4 separate regions of the Mus musculus genome follow, and regions 1, 3 and 4 are each linked to region 2. A link is a contact called in public promoter capture Hi-C data. All regions are on one chromosome and are shown on one strand. The core of a region is the stretch at or near the end of the contact, and the rest is flanking DNA. Distances in the headings are between cores, read along the strand shown.

Region 1 (4,196 bases), core at 123-2,622, 290 kb after region 2:
CCACAAGTGGCTTTAGGACGATCAGCTGCCTGGCTAGACTCCCTCTTTACCCCATACATGGAAATGAGCTCAAAAGGTCTGGGAGACTTACAAGTGCTGATGGTAGACAGTCTCAAAGCTTTAAGGACAAGTATCTATGGTTTGTGTTAGTTAGTAGTTGCTGAGAAAAAGAAGAGTTGACAAAATAAACTCATCCACACAGGAACACCTTCATATTACAAGGTGTGGTGGTTTGAAGATGCTTGGCCCAGGGAGTGGCAGCCACTATTAGGCATGGCCTTGTTGGAGGAAGTGTAGGGGTGGGCTTTGAGACCCTCATCCTTGCTGCTTGGAAGACAATCTGATGCTTTCTAGGAGTGGTGGATCTGAAGGAGAAGGGAGGTGGGATGGAGGGACTGGGAGGAGAAGAGGAAGGGGAAACTATGGCTGAGATGTTATATATGAGAGAAGAGTAAGAAAAAAGGATATGAGAGTGGAAAGACAGAACTGTTGGGAGTGAGAAGTAAATAAAAGAAGGGGATGCTGGGAGAACATGATCAAAATATCTTACATTCATGTATGAAATGAATAAATTTAAAATATTGTAAAATAAAAGAAAGGATGAAGCTTCCTGTCCCGGCCGCCATCGGAGAGCAGCAGCCATGGCTCTGTGCTACCCCATGGCCGTGGGCCTCAACAAGGGCCACAAGGTGACAAAAAATGTCAGTAAGCCGAGACACAGCCGGCGACGTGGGCGCCCCACCATACACACCAAGTTCGTGCAGGACATGATCCGGGAGGTGTGCGGCTTCGCGCCCTACAAGCGGCGAGCCATGGAGTTGCTCAAAGTGTCCAAGGACAAGCGCGCACTCAAGTTCATCAAGAAGAGAGTGGGCACGCACATCCGCGCCAAGAGAAAGCGGGAGGAGCTGAGCAACGTGCTGGCAGCCATGAGGAAGTTGGCGGCCAAGAAGAATTGATGAGCCCTCCCCCAATAAAAGATGGTTCCTACAAAAAAAAAAAAAAAAAAAAGATGAAAAGGGGGAAAGCAGGGCTGAAGAGATGGCTCGGTGATTAAGAGTACTGATTGTTGTTCCAGAGGTCCTGAGTTCAATTCCCAGAAACCATAGGGTGGCTCACTACCATCTATAATCATTGCTGGTGAGAATATATATTAGTGCATTCAGAGTGGAAATCAAATCAACATGGATGTTCCTCAAAAAAAAAAAAAAAAATAGGGTGCTGGAAAGATACCCAAGGGTTAAGAGCATTAGCTGTCCTTCTACATGACCTAGGTTCAATTCCAGTCTGCATGTGAGAGACCAAATCGTTTGGGTTCAGACTCCATCTTAGAAAACCTAACCTAAGGTTGAACGTGAGTTATTAACCAACTGGCACCTAGCACCAGTTTCCAGGTTACCAGATTCCAACCCCACCCCCACCCCCTTCCACAAGACCTGTGCCTAGTACCAGTTTCCAAGTTATTCCCCAACAAATCTGTTTCTCCAGATTAAAAGCCTGCCCCTAACAAACACCTCACTTCTTAGCAACCACCAAACAGGAAGAAAACAGAAGTTAAGTTTATGATTTGGTTCCCAGTACCAGCCAATTATGTTAAAGGTTATAATGGCTCCCCAGTCAGATAGTCCCTTCTTGCTTCTATCATGCTTGCCTAAAACTAGGCTCAGGGCTCCACCTTCCTACTGTGCAAGGGATGCCTGGGAGCCCAAGCTCCAGCTTGAATAAGGAGACGCTAATGCAACTGCATTGGATTCAGCTCCTTGGTGATCTTTCGGGGGTTCACAAATGTTTCCTGGCATACATAACACATGATGTGAGAGAGCTATAGCGGAGCTTCAAGAGCATCATGCCCATGGCAGAGACACATGGGGATCTAGAGCTCAGAGAAACCAAGGAAAAAGACCAACTGTCATCAGCACACAGGAGGAGGGTGCCAAGCTCACCTGGATCTGCAGGTGAAAGTGGAGCTCAGCAGGGTGTCTGCCCAGAACCCTTCTAAAAGCCTGGATGTCAATCAAATGAGAAGGCATAGAAGGAGCTCTTGAAGCCCTGAGCAGGAGACCCAGTTATCAGATGTAAAGACACATGTAGTTTGAAGGCTGAAAATGGATTTGTGGGCTTAGGTAGAACATTCCCAGGCTGAAAAAAATCCCACATACCCAAGAGGCAAGTTACTGCTCTCAGAGTGGGCTTCGGGTGAGCCACCTGCCCCTCCAGACTCTGCAGTACTTCTCAGAGGCACAGATACATATCTCATAGAAGGCTAACAACAAAGCTGTACTTGGGCAGCTTTTTGGCATTTCCCATCACAAGTTCTCATTTTTAAATTATGTGCATGTATGACTTTAAGGGGGAAGAAAAGAGGGGGACACCATCTTCACACACTAGTTACATGATGTAACTGCTGTTGATCAACATTCTAACCCGGTGAAGTTCATGTTAGGCATGGCACAGGTTCCTCCAGTTTCTCAAACCATGCTAACAGATCCTCTTACTGTATCTGTGACAATTACAGATGTCACCTTATACAGCAAGACCCACTGCTTAAGCAGGCCAACCCAGCAAGGATCTGATAAATATTTAAACCCTTTCTAAGGTATAAGAGAACACAGAAAAGGGACTTCGTTGTTTTCCCTGCCTCAAACACTGCTGTGAAGAGAAGCTCCAACAGGGAAGTCCAGTTCTCTCTAGAAGATAGGCACAGCCTTGGTATGCCCTACATCCAGGCTGGCCTTTGGGCTGCTGCCTGGCTCCTGGGAGGTAGCAGTGCCTGAGAGTTCTCCAAGCACCTACCAGGTCATGGCCCACCCCATTGGCCATTTGGGTTTCTGAATCAAAGCCAATTAGTGGTATTTTCTAGGTGTCAAATTCTTGTCCCTGTGTCTTTCAATTTGAATCAATCGAGCCTCGGATAACCCTCATTGGCTACCATACTGACACTGTGCAAAGCTTGTCCCTGTATCTTGAGAAGCACAGATAATGGCAAACAAACAACGTGTGTAGCCTGCTGCCAAACTCAGACACCATGATTTTAGATGATCAAGTGTTGCTAAACCTTTTCCTCTTTGCCGATAGGAAACGTGTCTAATGAGCTGAAGACAGGGGCAAGAAAGATTTATTCAGATTGCCAGCCAAAGGAGATGATGCCAGGCTGTCTCCAATAAAGATCATCTTAGCTTATTATGGTTTGAGCCCTTTCATCCCTAAGCAAGGGGCAAGAACTGGAGCTTATGTTGAGAAACTTCTAGCTGCCACTTCAGGGATCTCCAATGGGACTATCCTGACAGTTGCTATGCAGGTAGCCATAAATATGTACTGCCTCCATAAATACTAAAAACATCATAGCGACTCTTATTTTGGATAGAAGCAATCCATTGGCCTTAGAAGCCAAAACTTTCCTGCCAGCCATTCAAGATAGAAAGAGAAAAGTTTCAGACTCCCAGTCCTGGACAAACATTTTCTTAAGTGATGGGCATGTCTGCATGCTGAGCTGAGCTGAGCAGACATCTGGCCCCAAAAGCAAGCAGATTCACTATAAAGAAAGAGATGCCAAGCCTTTAATCATCCAAGCCATCCACTGACATGTGTCTAAATGGTCATTGCTGTCAGCAGGAAAGCCTTCACTTCTCTAAAAGATAACTTAGGCAACCATTGCTATAACCCACATCAAGGTGACACCTATATCAAAACTAGTGCCTGACTAACAATATATTGCTCAGCTACCTGGCCACATTTAGTGATTTTTACAACCCATTAAAGCCAAGTCTGAGGAGCATTTTCTCGATTAAATGTCCTCTGCAGGCAAGCTGTGTCACCCCCGGGCAAGTGGCCCTGGATTGCACAAGCGAGCACACTGAGCAAAGCCATGGGGAGGAACCCTGTAAGAATGATTTCTCTGCTTCAGTTTCTGCCTCCAGGTTCCTGCCTTAGTTTTCCTCAATGATACACTGTAAGCTATGAAACGAAATAAACCCTTTATCTCCAAGTTGTTGTTTTTGGTCATGGTGCTTATCATAAAAACAAAAAAAGCAAACTAAGACATACTCTGAGTAAAAGACTATCTTTTAGATTTTTAAAAAATAAAAATTAATGTTGTATAAGAGAATCATGCTCTCTGCCTCCAAATTCATGTATTAAAGTCCTGTGGTGTTCTGAATGAGAAATGTCCCGGATTGGATAGGTTTGGGTGTCTGAAC
Region 2 (4,284 bases), core at 1,704-4,203:
GTAGAAGGAGACAAGAAGGCATCTAGATAGGAAGTCTCCACAGAACTCCAAGAGCTTTGGGAACAGTGAACAAGTAAAACGGGCTAAGAAGAAGGTTCGCACAAGGGGACACTGGGAAACAATGCTGAAAGGTACTGTAGACTGTCTGGGTTGTAAGGATCCCAGCAAGCGTCACGGCTTACAGGAAAAAGATTCGTGCGAAGTAAGAAGGGACTTAGGCTATTTCAAACATTCAGAGTCTGATCCTGAGCTGTTTAATTTTGAGATATTTAAATATGGTAAAACTTTAGAAACAAGCTTCCTCATGATTATCACAACAAATCTTAAGGCTGAAACTCCCTTGCAAATGTGTTTTGCAGAGCACCTTCCAAAGGAATGAAGTTTATTTTATTTATTTTTTTTATTAGATATTTTCTTTACATTTCAAATGTTATCCCCTTTCCTAGTTCCCCTCTGAAAATCTTCTATCCCCTTGCCCCTCCCCCTGCTCCCCAACCCACCCACTCCCCCTTCCTGGCCCTGGTATTCCCCTATATTGGGGCATAGAACCTTCACAGGACCAAGGGCCTCTCCTCCCATTGATGACCGACTAGGCCATCCTCTGCTACATTTGCAGCTAGAGTCCTTCCATGTGTTTTCTTTGACTGGTGGTTTAGTCCCAGGGAGGAATGAGTTCTATTGACTGAGAAACAACGCTTAGGATAAAGGTCTAGGAGGAAGGGTTTATAACAAGTATGGTATCAACACTCTTTTAAAAAGTGTATGAGACCTCTTTCATAAGGATGGGTTCTACTGACTGAAAGACAACTCTCAGGAGTTGGGGAATTCATGCGGAGGCTAGTTCCACAGAACAGCAAAAGATCAGCATGTTATCTGCCTCTCTGTCTCTCTGCTTCCCAGCTACCACAAGATGAGCAGCTGTGTTCTGCTCCCTCTACTTCTACCCACCGTGATATTCTGCCCAACCATCACCTAAGAACAGTAGCCCTAAATGAGCATGAGCTCAAACTTGGAACCACAATAAATCTGTCCTCCATTTCAGTGTCTCTATTAAGTCACAGCAACAGAATGCTAACACACACCTCAAATACAATGTGCTCAAAGCTTAACTCTACCTCACCCAAAAAAGTCTTTTTCCAGTATCTCCTGTTCGAGAAAAGAACATTCAGCTGCACCAGCCAGAAATCTATGAACTAAGAAACCACACTTGATCTCTCACACCTCAGCCTTATAAAATATGTGTTCTGGTCATAGACACAAAATATATCTGTCTTTCCCCTTCTTAATATCCTGGCCATTACCATCCTAGCCTACGTACCACAACCTATGCCTCGAATATGCAATTATGTCTCATTCAGATTTTACATAAAATTGTGCATTCCTCTAATCCATTATTCTCAAGGAAAGAAAATAATTTCAAGAATAAACCTGAGTATTTCATAGCATGCCCCAATTCTGCTTCAGATACCCAGTTCCATAGTTCTTTGGCTAAAGTCAGATTTGCTCCCATTGGCCTACATGACCTACCTCTTAAGCTCATCTCTACTGCCTACCTTTGTTCTGTTTCTCAAATCTGAGTCTGCCATCTGCCTACATCAAGGCCAGCCTGGGCTACATGGCAAGCTCCTAACTTTGAGGTATAGAAATGAAGCTGAATGTCCAAAAGTAGGTAAGAAAATGAATCATCTAACCTTGCTTAAGACACATTAGCTGGAGGTTCCATGCTAAAGGAAATTCCATACAAGCATTACATGAAAGCAGGATATTTGTCCTAAGAATGTGTGTAATAAAGTAGTGTCACATTGTCCATCAAGGGGTAGTCATTCAGTTTTCATAAATTCTTAACTGCCTCAGAGGTAGAGCAAGGGCCCTGATTAAAAAGCTAAGTAGGCAAGTGATAAGAGGCAGAGGCAGGTGGATTTCTGAGTTTGAGGCCAGCCTGGTCTACAAAGTAAATTCCAGGACAGCCAGGGATATACAGAGAAACCCTGTCTCAAAAAGCAAAAAAAAAAAAAAAAAACCTCAACAAAAAAAGAATTGTTTGGAAGATTTAAGCATTCTAGCATTTGAGGGGTGGGGGTACGTATGAGTGCTCTGTCTGATGAACACCCGCTCCCAGAAGAGAGCATAAGATCCCTTTATGAGCCAACCATGTGCAACTATGTGATTACTAGGAATTGAACTCAGGACCTATGGAAGAGCAACCCGTGCTCTTAACCCCAGAGCTATCTTAACAACCCAGCTTTCTATATATTAAGAAATAAACACCTATTTGTATTTGATGTAGAAAGTTAAAGTACGGGGGATGGGGGCCTCTTTTCCGATCTTACCCTCAGTAGTCCCCAAAGCACTAGGGTCCCTTTTTTTTTCTTTGTAAGTACACAAATCATTGTAAACGTCAGACATACATGTAATATTTTTATTATACTATTTTGTTAACAGTACGCTAGAAAAGGAGGGCAATAATAGTGCGTTCTGGAAGAGTGCATACCGTGCCGCGGGGACCGCTGCAGCTGGAATTGGTCGGGCGGTCCTATCGCGGGTTGCAGTGGAGACCGACTCACGAGCCGGGCCAGCCACGCCCCAGAACCCTCCCCTCCGCTACCCTCCGACGCCGCCGGCCACAGCCAAGAGCGGCTGCGGCACGGAGCAGGGCCAGCCCGTTGCCTAACCGCCAGACTAACACCCACACGACCAAGAAACAGATTCCGCGCCACGGTCCGGCGGGTTCCCACTTCAGCTCCACGCCCCAAACCCCGCTTCCGGGCCCGAGGTTGGGGAGGGCTTAGAGAAAATGTGCACCAATCGTTATGTAGACGTGGAGAACGTCTGGCCTCTGGACCAACGAGAGAGATGGTGGGCGGAGCCAAAGGCGTGGGCTCTCTTCGGGATTTAAACTTGAACAGCGGACCGTTAACGACTACGCTGAACGTGGAGGTGTCGTGCGCCTGCGCGAGTGGGAAACAGCGTTCCGGGGTGAGCCGCGACTGCTAGACCCTGGGCAGCGGCGGCCGAGGCTGGTGAGGATCACGGAGCCGGAGCGGTGGACCTTTCCTGGGACAGGGTGCAGCGGAGCCCACGCTCTTTCCCTCGGCCGCTGCGCGTGGATTCGCGTTTTCTTCCCTGCCAGGTTCTGGCGTTCAAGGTAAATCTCGGCAGCGTTGCTCGGGACGTCTTTAACTCGCAGCCCGAGCACAGGCCGCCCAAGCCCCTGCAGGTCACAATGTAATGTACACCTTGCCTGCGCCACTTTTGCCCGGTGGGCAAGCGAGTGGACAGAGCCCTCCCTGCCAGCATGGAAACGGGGACGGGTCCCTGGGGAAGTCGAGCTCACGGCACGCCCGTGGCCAGATGGTGCGACTGGTGGTGTTATTGTTGGAAGAGCAGGGAAGTAGCCTCAGGTTTGGGTTACACCTTCCGTGGATTCAAGTGTACAGCCGGCTTGCTTAGGATTTAGGATAGCAAGTAAAACTGAAGGAACCCCTCTGGGTGATCTTACCCCAGAAAGAGTGAGAAAACCCGTATAAAAACTATACAATACAAACAAAAATATCACTGTGCCCTTTCTTTCAAGTTGGCTAGGTTTTTTCAGTGTGCAGTGCTGATGAAAGTGAAAATAGAGGCACTCTAACGCGTGTGTTGAGGTAATAATCAGTTTTTCTAGAGAGCAGTTTGTCATTCAATTTAGAAGTTAAATTGCACCATAATTTCAGTTATAGCCAAATACAGGAATTTAAAGGGTTAAAAATCCCACCCCACCCCCCAGCCCTGAATCTTTTTACTGTAACTAGGTAATCCTGGAGCATTAAACTGTTTGAGGGTTTTTTGTTTTTAAGGGAAAGGTAATTTTAGTCACTATTACCCATATTTATCCTCGATATATAAGATGGCTTAGCTTGTGAGATCGTTGTAAGCAAAGGAACTGAGTATAACCTATAAACATGAGAAGTTGCATTTCACTTGTAAGCATCTACATATTTGAGGTGTAAAAATGAAGGGGACATAATTTGAACACAAAGGAACAGGACTTTATCACTGTAAGGATGCCATTAAAAATCATCTTGGCTTTAGTCTAAAATCACCCCAGGCCAACTCCAGAAGAGATATATACATGTCTCAATTAAACTTCAAAACCTTTTGAAGTAATTCCACTTTTTAAGTGAAGTAAGCTTTATTCCCTACTTTACATTTTTCTAACATTCAGTCCTACTTTGGAGTTTGTATAAATATTCTCTCTCTGAAGTAATTTTGTAAAAATACCTTTAGGAGCTTCTCATTGACTGC
Region 3 (4,507 bases), core at 461-2,960, 320 kb after region 2:
ATGCAGCTTGCCTGGGTCGAGTGCTGAGTGTGTGCTGGAACCCGTGAGGATGAGGGAGCAGTTAGGAGACTCCCCTGAATGCTGAGTGCAGAGAAGAGCCAGAGTTGCCTTTTCCCTGCCTCCAGGATGCGAAAGCTAGGGCTCCTGGGATTCTGGTGGTTTCAGAACCCAGCTCCATTAAGTGACAGCCTATCTATCATCCAGATAACTACTCCCTTTCTCTCCCCTCTCTTTACACCGCATCCCCTTTTCCCAGGATTTTTCTTAGAAAGTTACCTTGCCCCTCCAACTGTTTCCTGAAGATGACAGGTTTCAAAATGTAAATGCTGTCTGTTTTGAAATTTTTATAGAGGTTCTCATGCAGACCCAGGTTGGCCTTGAATTCACTATGTAACTGAAGCTGGCCTTGAACTCATGATCCTTCTGTCTCTACCACTCATGATCTGGGATTACCATCCTGCCAAGTATTCTCTCTCATTTGGAAAATTTGTCGTGGAAATTGTGTTAAAGACACCACTGTCACTTTTGTTAGTGTTCACTAAGCATCTGCCTTTGATTTTCATATATTCTGTTAGCCTTGAAGGACTTCTCAGTGGTTTCAGAGTCATTGGAGTAACAAGGACACCCACTGCCACAGGTAATGCCTCTGTTTACATGTGACAGAAAACTGTTTCCACTTACTACCACTGCCTTGTCCAAGGCTTCAGAGATTGACTCGACCAGGGCAGAAAGGAAAACAAAAATAAGAAAAGAGAGACAGAAAGAAAGGATGGGATTGGATGGTCTAGGCTCTCTAATGGAGAAGCTAAAGCCAGCTCAGTATGTTTATTATTATAGAGCTGCAAGGGCGGAAGAGTTATCCCATACAGCTGAACAAGGAGGCAAGCTTAGTTAATCTCAGTAGGAACAGTCTGTGTCAGAGAGAAGTCTTCAGGTCATAAATATCTGATGGTAGACAGCTATAGTGGACATTGTCTGCACATGTTGTTAACATCTGCACTTAGACCCCAGGAAGGCTTTGCCATTGAGCCTCATCTGAGGAAGGCTTTTCTTCTCTCATTGGGGTCCCTGAAAAGTCCTTGGCCTGGCCGTGCCCAAGGAAACAACACACATTCACTCAGGACTCCACTCACTTCTTATACATAGCAAATTCCACCTAGATGAAAGCTCAAACAGTAGTCACAGAGCATAATTCACGTGTGAACTAACTAGTTGGTACATGTTAGGGATTCTCTGCCAGACTGCCGTACTTACCTCTGAAGCTCTTTAGCAGCACTATGTAGTGTTCAGGGTAAGTGCTGCCCCAAAACAATACTCAATGACTAAGAACAATTTTACAACGTACTCACTGGGATAGGCACATTTCTCATGTGACATATCCCTTTATTGAGGACCGAGCATTAGTCTGCTCAAAATTAAGATGAATGGGTGAACAGCTGGGATAAAGACATACAGAATTACTTTTGATTCAGCTTCTCGGTGCGGACCTAAACATTCCAGTCAGAACCTGTTGAGTGTTTTAGTTTCCTTAAACTTCAACCCCTGAAATGAGCCTTCAGCAAGGTCCTGTAGAGAAAAGCATCAGAAATTAACCAGTAGTCAGGTTGAAAATCCAACAAAGCAAATGATGCATTTCTCTGTTTCCCAGAGCTGTGTTGGTGGCCAGCGGCAGCTAGAAGTGTGTAACACACAGTTCTTCCAGCTTCCACACTGAGCGGGCTGCATAGTGCATACTGCCACTATGACTAATTGTGAAATGGCCATCAAGTACATCTGCTTGCTACAATTTTAGCACTTAAAAAATTAGTTCTGGACTTGAAATATTTTAAAGCTAAAAAACTAGCAGTGGTGTTACTGAGAACATGGCATTACAAGCTGAGTTGCTGTGGTTTGCCTTCTGAAACGAAGTACCAAAGGTTTTTGTGCTGTAGCTTTCTCATCGTAAAGTAAGTTAATCGTGCAGGTTGAGACCCCTTCCTTTTCTTAAATGTTTGAGACCACAAGTATTTCATTTCAGGTTTGGGTTTTGTTTTTTGTTGTTGTTCTTGTTTTTTTTAATATTTAGGTTCACACAATGTGGTATCTTGGAAATGAGGCATAAGTCTGAAACATGGTTTTTATTTATTTATTTTTTTTATGTACACATAGCCTGATGGTATTGTAAAGAATATTTTTAGTGAACCTGCATTTTTACTGTAATTTGTTGTCAGGAATAGAGTTTTGTACTTGTTGGCATCTTATCAGGGGTCCAAATGTTTTCAATTTTAGAACACTTTGAATTTTAGATTTTCATGTAAGAGTCAATCTATAATACCCAATTAAGGTTTTAGGGATTAAATTAACTAATAGTTACAGATTGTACATGTCTTGTAATAAGTACTATGTTTTGTCTTGGTCTGTTTGTTTGTTTGTTTGAGGCAAGATTTCTTTGTGCAGCCTTGACTGTCCAGGAGCTCTGTCTGTAGACTGTGATGCCTCAAACTCAGAGATCCACCTGCCTCTGCCTCCCATGTGTTGTATTACCACTGCCCAGCAATTTTTAAATTTTTAAACAAAACTGACTTAGTATTTGAATTGAACACTAAATCATGAATATTCCAGTATTCAAAACTTATATTAAGTTTCATTTACTATACTTTCTCAGTGCTCAATGGCTTTACTTGGGTTTAATTTGTCTAAGTAATGGATTTTTGGAACCATGTTTATGGAGGGAGGGCACATAAATATGTTTGCCTTCCTTAGTGTTACTTTAAATCACATCCCCAGAGATTGTGGTTTGTGTGAAAGAAGTTATCGGTTTTGTTGTTATTATTTTTGGTTGGTTGGTTCTCTGTAAACATAGATGTTAGGCAGAAAATGACTTCTGCCGGGCAATGGTGGCGCACACCTTTAATCCCAGCACTCGAGAGGCAGAGGCAGGCGGATTTCTGAGTTCGAGGCCAGCCTGGTCTACAAAGTGAGTTCCAGGACAGCCAGGGCTATACAGAGAAACCCTGTCTCAAAAAACAAAAAACAAAAAAAAAAAAAGAAAGAAAGAAAGAAAGAAAGAAAGAAAGAAAGAAAGAAAGAAAAGAAAAGAAAGTGACTTCTATTATATAAAATAGAACTTAGTGAAAATATTTCAGAGATGGTCCAACCCAGACTGTCAGCAAGTAGAAAGCTTTGAGACACTAAGAAGTGAAACACCCTTAAGAGTAGGAAGGCTGACAGTGGTGTACCTTCTGTGTACCCAACATTCACAAAGATTCTGGAGTCTAGAAAAGTTAAGTTTAATTTTATCTAACTGTCCCCTTTTATTTAAGACTGACTTTATTTTTAAAAGTTTACAGTATTCTTTTCACAGTCACATCAGATGATTAAGTTAAGGCAAGATTTTCCAACATTGGTGATTGACCTAGGTTCCCAGGACCTTGCTTTCTGGAGATCATAATCAAAGATTTGACCAGAAAGGTGATCTGTGTCCTCACTCTTGTGATTTTTATGACTTCTAGTTCCCTAAAGACTTTAATATCAAAGAAAAGGTCATTATGTGAAATGGAATATGGGGTTAAGGAACTTACAGCCTTCTGTTTCCAAAAGAAAGTTCATTACACAGCTTTAATAAGTAATGAAGCTTTCTAATAGTAAAGTCCTGCTAGTGACAGTAGGGCATAATAACATATTCAGAACTCTACTTTAATTATCTTCTACATTGCCAGTGTTGAAATATTACTGCTGGGCCACTGAGATGGCTCAGCAAAGCCTGCCAACCTGAGTTTGATGCTTGGGACCCACATGGTGGAAGAGACCAGACCTTGAAAGTTATTCTCTGACCTCTACACATATGCTGAGAAACACCAACATATGCACACACATACACACACACACACACACACACACACACACACACACACACATACACACACACACACACAGAGCTTATATCAGACTTTAAATGTCACCAGCTTACTAAAGGTGAAGCAGTTACAACTTCCACTGTAGTACTTATTCTAATCCTTATAACTCTAGTGCTGGTTTTCCTGCAATTGGTGTTTGTGGTCTTTAACATATTTTTGCTTATATTGCTGCTGTTCATCACAGTGGCTTAATTAAAGTCTCTTCCTTGTTTAGAGAGACATGTCTACAGTCTGAGAAGACAGCTGTTAACAACTGAGAATGTCTAATAGTGAGCAAGTTGTATGCTTGTTGTGTTGCCAAGTGTAATTGGGCATTTAAGCACTGTTAGCCCACTCAGCTGTGGGTTGTTTTATGTCCTCAGTGGTTCCTAGACCTCCTTGTGTAAATCACAGCAATTTCACATGAGTTGACAACGCAGGATTTTGGTGGGAGGTGGGAGGAAGGGTTTCTCAGTAACAGAAGCAGTGTGGCGGTGTGGAACACTGACACAGCCAGAGCTGTAATTTCAAGATGACCTCCCTTAGGCTAGTTTCATTCCTTAATCATGGTGTGCTTGTTAACTAATAGACTTCTGCTAAGCAGAGGGCATCCCGCAGTACCTTAGTTGGGT
Region 4 (4,296 bases), core at 785-3,284, 430 kb after region 2:
TTAGCAGTGGGGTTGAGAGGGCGTTGGTCCTGTGTAACTGTCGAATGGCCAGTGAGAGAAACTGAGCTTGCACAGGGGTCTCCTGTTCCCCAGCATTTTTTTAACAGATGTTTGTGTGTTTATTGGTCTTCAGCTCTTGACCACATTCCTGAAGTTCAGCGGCAGGTGAGACTCTGGCAGTGGGTTGGAGGCTGGCAGTTGAAAGCAGCATTGCGAAAGAAACATTTATTTGTTTGTTTGTTTGTTTATTTATTTATTTATAAAACAAAGAGATCTTATTCCATTTGGGACACAAATGTTCTTTCAAGGTTTAAAATCCAAAAAAAGAGCCAAATTCATGCATTCATTTGTGCGGTAATCACTGAATGTCTACCATATGAGGTGCCAGGGATGAGTAGTAAGAATAAATAAGTGAAATGTGTTCTTGAACTTTTTGTTCTCATGGGAAGGTGGACAGGAAAACTGTGTGGTAAGTCAGTGGTAGGGGGAGAATAGACAAAGGAGGGCCATAGACTCTGACCAGGCTGCCAAGCTGACCTGAAATCCAAGGGAGGCAAAGAAGCTTCAAGAATCCCTGCTGTGGGGATCTGGCTGGCAGTGGGAACTGTAACCGTGTGCCTAGAGAGAGAGCACTTGTCAACTCAGCGGGAGGTGGCCCAAATGTGGGTGCAGCAGGAAAGGGGGTGAATGAACTAACTGGGCTGTGGCCTCACACTAGCATGCAGGGCTCCAAAAACCCCTGTGGGGTTCCAGCAGCTTCTGGGGAAGGAAGGCCAAAGCCTGGGGGGTTTCTCCATGCTGAGGTGGGTGGAGGACAGGTGAGGGCTGGCTCGGTGAGATTCCTGTCTCCCTGCACCCTGGGTGGCTGGGCCAGATCCTTGACAAGCCTGGGCAGACTAGGGCTCACTCTCTGGAACCCCAGGAGCCCCAGGCTACCTGCCCTGGGCCGTGCGTCCTCTGCCAGCTGAATCAGGCTGTTTTCCAGTGTCAACCTCCTCTTTGTTCCAGGATCTCTCCCCAACTCTGAGAGAGTTCCCTTGCCAAGGCCCATATCTCTCTCTCTCTCTCTCTCTCTCTCTCTCTCTCTCTCTCTCTCTCTCTCTCTCTCTCTCTCTCTCTCTCTCTCTCGGTGTGTGAGAAAGTTCCTGAATGTCTCCCACCCGCTGGCTGGTGTAGTTCTCATACCAACACTGCCAGCATAGTGCCGTTATCACCGTCAGTTATATAGGTGAGAGAAATTGAGCAACAGAGAGGGTTGGCCGCTTGCCCTTGATCACACAGCCAGTGGATGCAGACTCCGGGGTTGTACCCAGGCTACTCGGCCCAAACTTCTATTCTCATCCTCTACCTTGCACTACAGATGTTATGTCATTTTCCTCAAGGCCCCGGAAAGGTCCAGGGTGCCCTTCAGTCTCTTTTACAAAGTCTCTTGGCTCTTGAGATTCATGTGCCTGGTGTCTGACCATGGGTTATTAGAGAGTCGTGAAGAGTGAAAAGCAAGAGTTTCTTTCCAGAAGGTTGTGAAGATCTTGTGCCTTATTTCCAGGGTCAGGTCCAGAGAATGAGACTTAACTCCCCTGGTGATCCAGACGGCATGCTTTACTCAATGCTAACAGCAGCTGAGAGGCAGCTTTTGTGTTCACCGTTTTTAACAGTCGAACAATCTGAGCCTCTAAGAGGCCATATGATCAGGGTCACCCAGCAGAAAAGGTAAACTATTTGGCTACTCTGATCCCATACTCGGGGCTCTCCACCATGCCACCCTGTCTCAGAGGCGATGGAATGGGTGTGTGCTTGGTGTGTCACCTGCATATGGCAACCGAGCTTTAGAAGAACTGGGTTGCCATCTTGAAAGACCACTTCAAGCTAAAGTGGCCTTTGTTCCAGTCTTGCCTCTGCTGTGTCCTCAGCAGCACACTGGATGAGCTCTGAATTCCCACCGCTCTCCCTCTCATTCACGCAAGTACAGGAGAACCATCTGCATCCTCAGAGCCAGTGTGAAAGTGCAGGCTGCTGGTTCGCAGCTGGGTGCTGATGTAAGTCTCAGGGAATGTTATTCCCTGGATGATCGGACCTGAGTCCCACAGAGAAAGCGTGTGGGGCTCTTTAGAAACATCCAGCTGATTTTGCAACACCAGGTCACCATCCTTCCCTCCCCCAGTAACCTTTGTTCAGGCACCAGCTGTGCCACATGTTATCGACAGTAGTGACCTAACCATAGCCAGGTGGTGCTAGACCAGAGCATTCGAATGTAGTCTGCTCAGGAAAATTATAGGATTTCTCCCCGACCCCTCCAGACACGGTTTCTCTGTGTAACAGTCTGGGCTTGCCCTGGAACTCACTCTGTACACTAGACTGGCCTCAAACTCACAAGAGATCTTGCCTGCTTAGACTAAGAGTGTGAGCCCGCACACTGGGCTCAGGATTTCTTGATTATTAAAACTGATATTCTAGCACTTGGGAGACAAAGGCAGGATCTCCACAAGTTCAAATCCAGCCTGATCTATTTAGTGATTTCTAGGCCAGCCCTAGGCTACAAAGTGAAAGTGTATCAATTAGACAGACACACAAATAAACAAACATTCTGCCCTAGTTAGGGTTGCTATTGCTTTGTTGAAACACCCATCACCAAAAACAAGTTGGAGAGGAAAAGGATAATTTGTCTTAAACTTCCACAGCAGTGTTGATCATGGGAGGAAGTCAGGATAGAAACTCAAATAGGGCAGGAACTTGAAGTCAGGAGCTGATGCAAAGGCCACGACGGGGTTCTTCTTGCTGGCTTGTGCCCTGTGGTTTGCTCAGCCTGCTTTCTTTGAGAACCCAGGACCACCAGCCAAGGGGTGGCATCACTTTGACCCTCCCCCATCAATCACTAATTACGAAAATGCTGGATCTTATGGAGGTGTTCTCTCAATTGAGGCTAGAAAACTATCTAGCACAATTGACTCATTGTCAACTTGACACACGCACCACTGTTAAGCTATAGCCTCTCCTTTCTTGATTGTCCTCAAGGTCACAGATTAATAACACTGCAATATAAAATATTTTACAAGCTTAAAAATCCCACAGTCTTTACAATTCAAACACTTTTAACATTCCGAAGGATGGTTTGGAAATCTCTACAGACATTTGATTGTTCCAGAGGAAGGGGACACTAGCATCCAAGCTGAGGCTAGGCTACTGCAGAATTAGACACGATACAGTACACTGCGCCATAGAGCCATCCAAGCCAGAGTCATTGATGGTGCTACCCGAGAAACCTGGATTCAACATCTAACGAGTTGTGTGCTTATTTGTGTTACCACAGTGTGTGCAGAGGTCAGAGACCAGCTTGCAAGAGTTGGTTTTCTCCATCTACCATGTGGGTTTAAATTCAAGTTATCATGTGCCTTTACCCCATCAGCACTTCTGAAGTGCTCTATAAGCAGCAGACATTGCTCTAAGAGCTTCTCAGGTAACTGACTCACTTCATATATAACATAAGAACTGTTGCTGTCTTCACTTGGTAGATGGTAACACAGAAGTTAAGTAACTAGACCAAATTCCCAACTGGGAGCCACAGTCCTACTCGGAGCGAGTGAGAAGCAGGCACGGGTAGGCCTTAAGCCCAGACAGCCTGGCTCCAGAGTCCACACTGAGCCACTAAGCTACTTAAGGGAGCCACTAAGACTCAAGCTATACTGCCTGCTTTGCATCCAGAAAGCCACATGCCTAGCCATTCGCATACAAGAAGTGAGAAACTTTTGGTCACTCACTGTGCCTGAAACATGTGTTTAATATCATGAGGGGCCAGAGAACCAAGAGTAAAAGCTTTTTTTTTTTTTTTTTTTTTTTTTTTGGCCATGAATGTTGCTTACCTCGTGAATTTAATGGTCTTACTTTCTAATCAGACTGTGCTGTGTTGTTGTAGATATAAAAACAACTGTGGTGTACCCTGCCACAGAGAAACACCTGCAAAAATACATGCGTCAGGACCTCCGCCTGATCCGAGAGACTGGAGATGACTACAGGACCATCACCTTACCCTACCTGGAATCCCAGAGCCTTAGCATCCAGGTGACTGACTGCCAAGTCTCATACACTGTCCTGAAGCTAGTTTGTCTTTTCGCAAGCCCCTGTTGGGGTCGTCCCAGAAATAGTACACAAATACCCAAGGGCCTGGACAGTCTGTGTGACTGTGAGGCTGCAAAGAGGAGTGTAGACGGACTCTGTGGGGTAGAGCTGCCTGGTGTGGGCTGGTTGCCCTTTTATTCAGGACAGTCAGTGCAGGCTTTGTGATCTTTTGCCCTTTATGAG

The links. Promoter capture Hi-C pulls out the DNA fragments that hold promoters and counts their contacts.
Region 1: a contact with region 2 is called in a promoter capture Hi-C map of pre-B cells. The contact joins the promoter of 4933422A05Rik here to the promoter of Hyls1 in region 2. A contact is called at or near these places in 16 of 39 promoter capture datasets (the C10 cell line, the HPC-7 cell line, the SN4741 cell line and 11 more), 2 of 484 Hi-C or Micro-C datasets (B cells and bone marrow-derived macrophages), 18 of 115 datasets of contacts at active chromatin or transcription factors (the 230-238 cell line, CD8 T cells, T-cell acute lymphoblastic leukemia and 11 more) and 3 of 9 other capture datasets (adipose tissue, liver and pancreatic islet).
Region 3: a promoter capture Hi-C map of pre-B cells shows a contact between it and region 2. The contact joins the enhancer-like site here to the promoter of Hyls1 in region 2. A contact is called at or near these places in 6 of 39 promoter capture datasets (the C10 cell line, the HPC-7 cell line, cranial neural crest and 3 more), 12 of 115 datasets of contacts at active chromatin or transcription factors (the SCID.adh cell line, acute myeloid leukemia, bone marrow-derived macrophages and 8 more) and 3 of 9 other capture datasets (adipose tissue, liver and pancreatic islet).
Region 4: a promoter capture Hi-C map of liver shows a contact between it and region 2. The contact joins the enhancer-like site here to the promoter of Hyls1 in region 2. A contact is called at or near these places in 6 of 39 promoter capture datasets (the 3T3-L1 cell line, the C10 cell line, cranial neural crest and 2 more), 3 of 115 datasets of contacts at active chromatin or transcription factors (astrocytes, embryonic stem cells and stem cell-derived neural progenitor cells) and 2 of 9 other capture datasets (adipose tissue and pancreatic islet).

What each region holds. Positions count from the first base shown.
Region 1 is chr9:35,278,281-35,282,476 of GRCm38.p6, reverse strand. 4933422A05Rik (RIKEN cDNA 4933422A05 gene) reads right to left here and starts at 1,372. Exons shown (of 5, transcript NR_040715.1): 1 at 1,271-1,372. It also overlaps the pseudogene Gm5614.
Region 2 is chr9:35,568,738-35,573,021 of GRCm38.p6, reverse strand. Hyls1 (HYLS1, centriolar and ciliogenesis associated) reads left to right here and starts at 2,953. Exons shown (of 4, transcript NM_029762.1): 1 at 2,953-3,145.
Region 3 is chr9:35,244,799-35,249,305 of GRCm38.p6, reverse strand. The region is part of intron 1 of Fam118b (family with sequence similarity 118, member B); the gene reads left to right. Among named protein-coding and RNA genes, the nearest start is that of Fam118b, 21 kb to the left of the region's middle. Within about 2 kb of position 1,710, at least 6 of the 459 cell types and tissues checked have an H3K27ac peak or open chromatin away from gene starts, as enhancers often do. A contact at or near this core is called in pre-B cells, where this site is marked.
Region 4 is chr9:35,136,104-35,140,399 of GRCm38.p6, reverse strand. Dcps (decapping enzyme, scavenger) reads left to right here. Exons shown (of 6, transcript NM_027030.2): 3 at 3,911-4,056. Among named protein-coding and RNA genes, the nearest start is that of Gm24262, 6.4 kb to the left of the region's middle. Within about 2 kb of position 2,034, at least 19 of the 459 cell types and tissues checked have an H3K27ac peak or open chromatin away from gene starts, as enhancers often do. A contact at or near this core is called in liver, where this site is marked.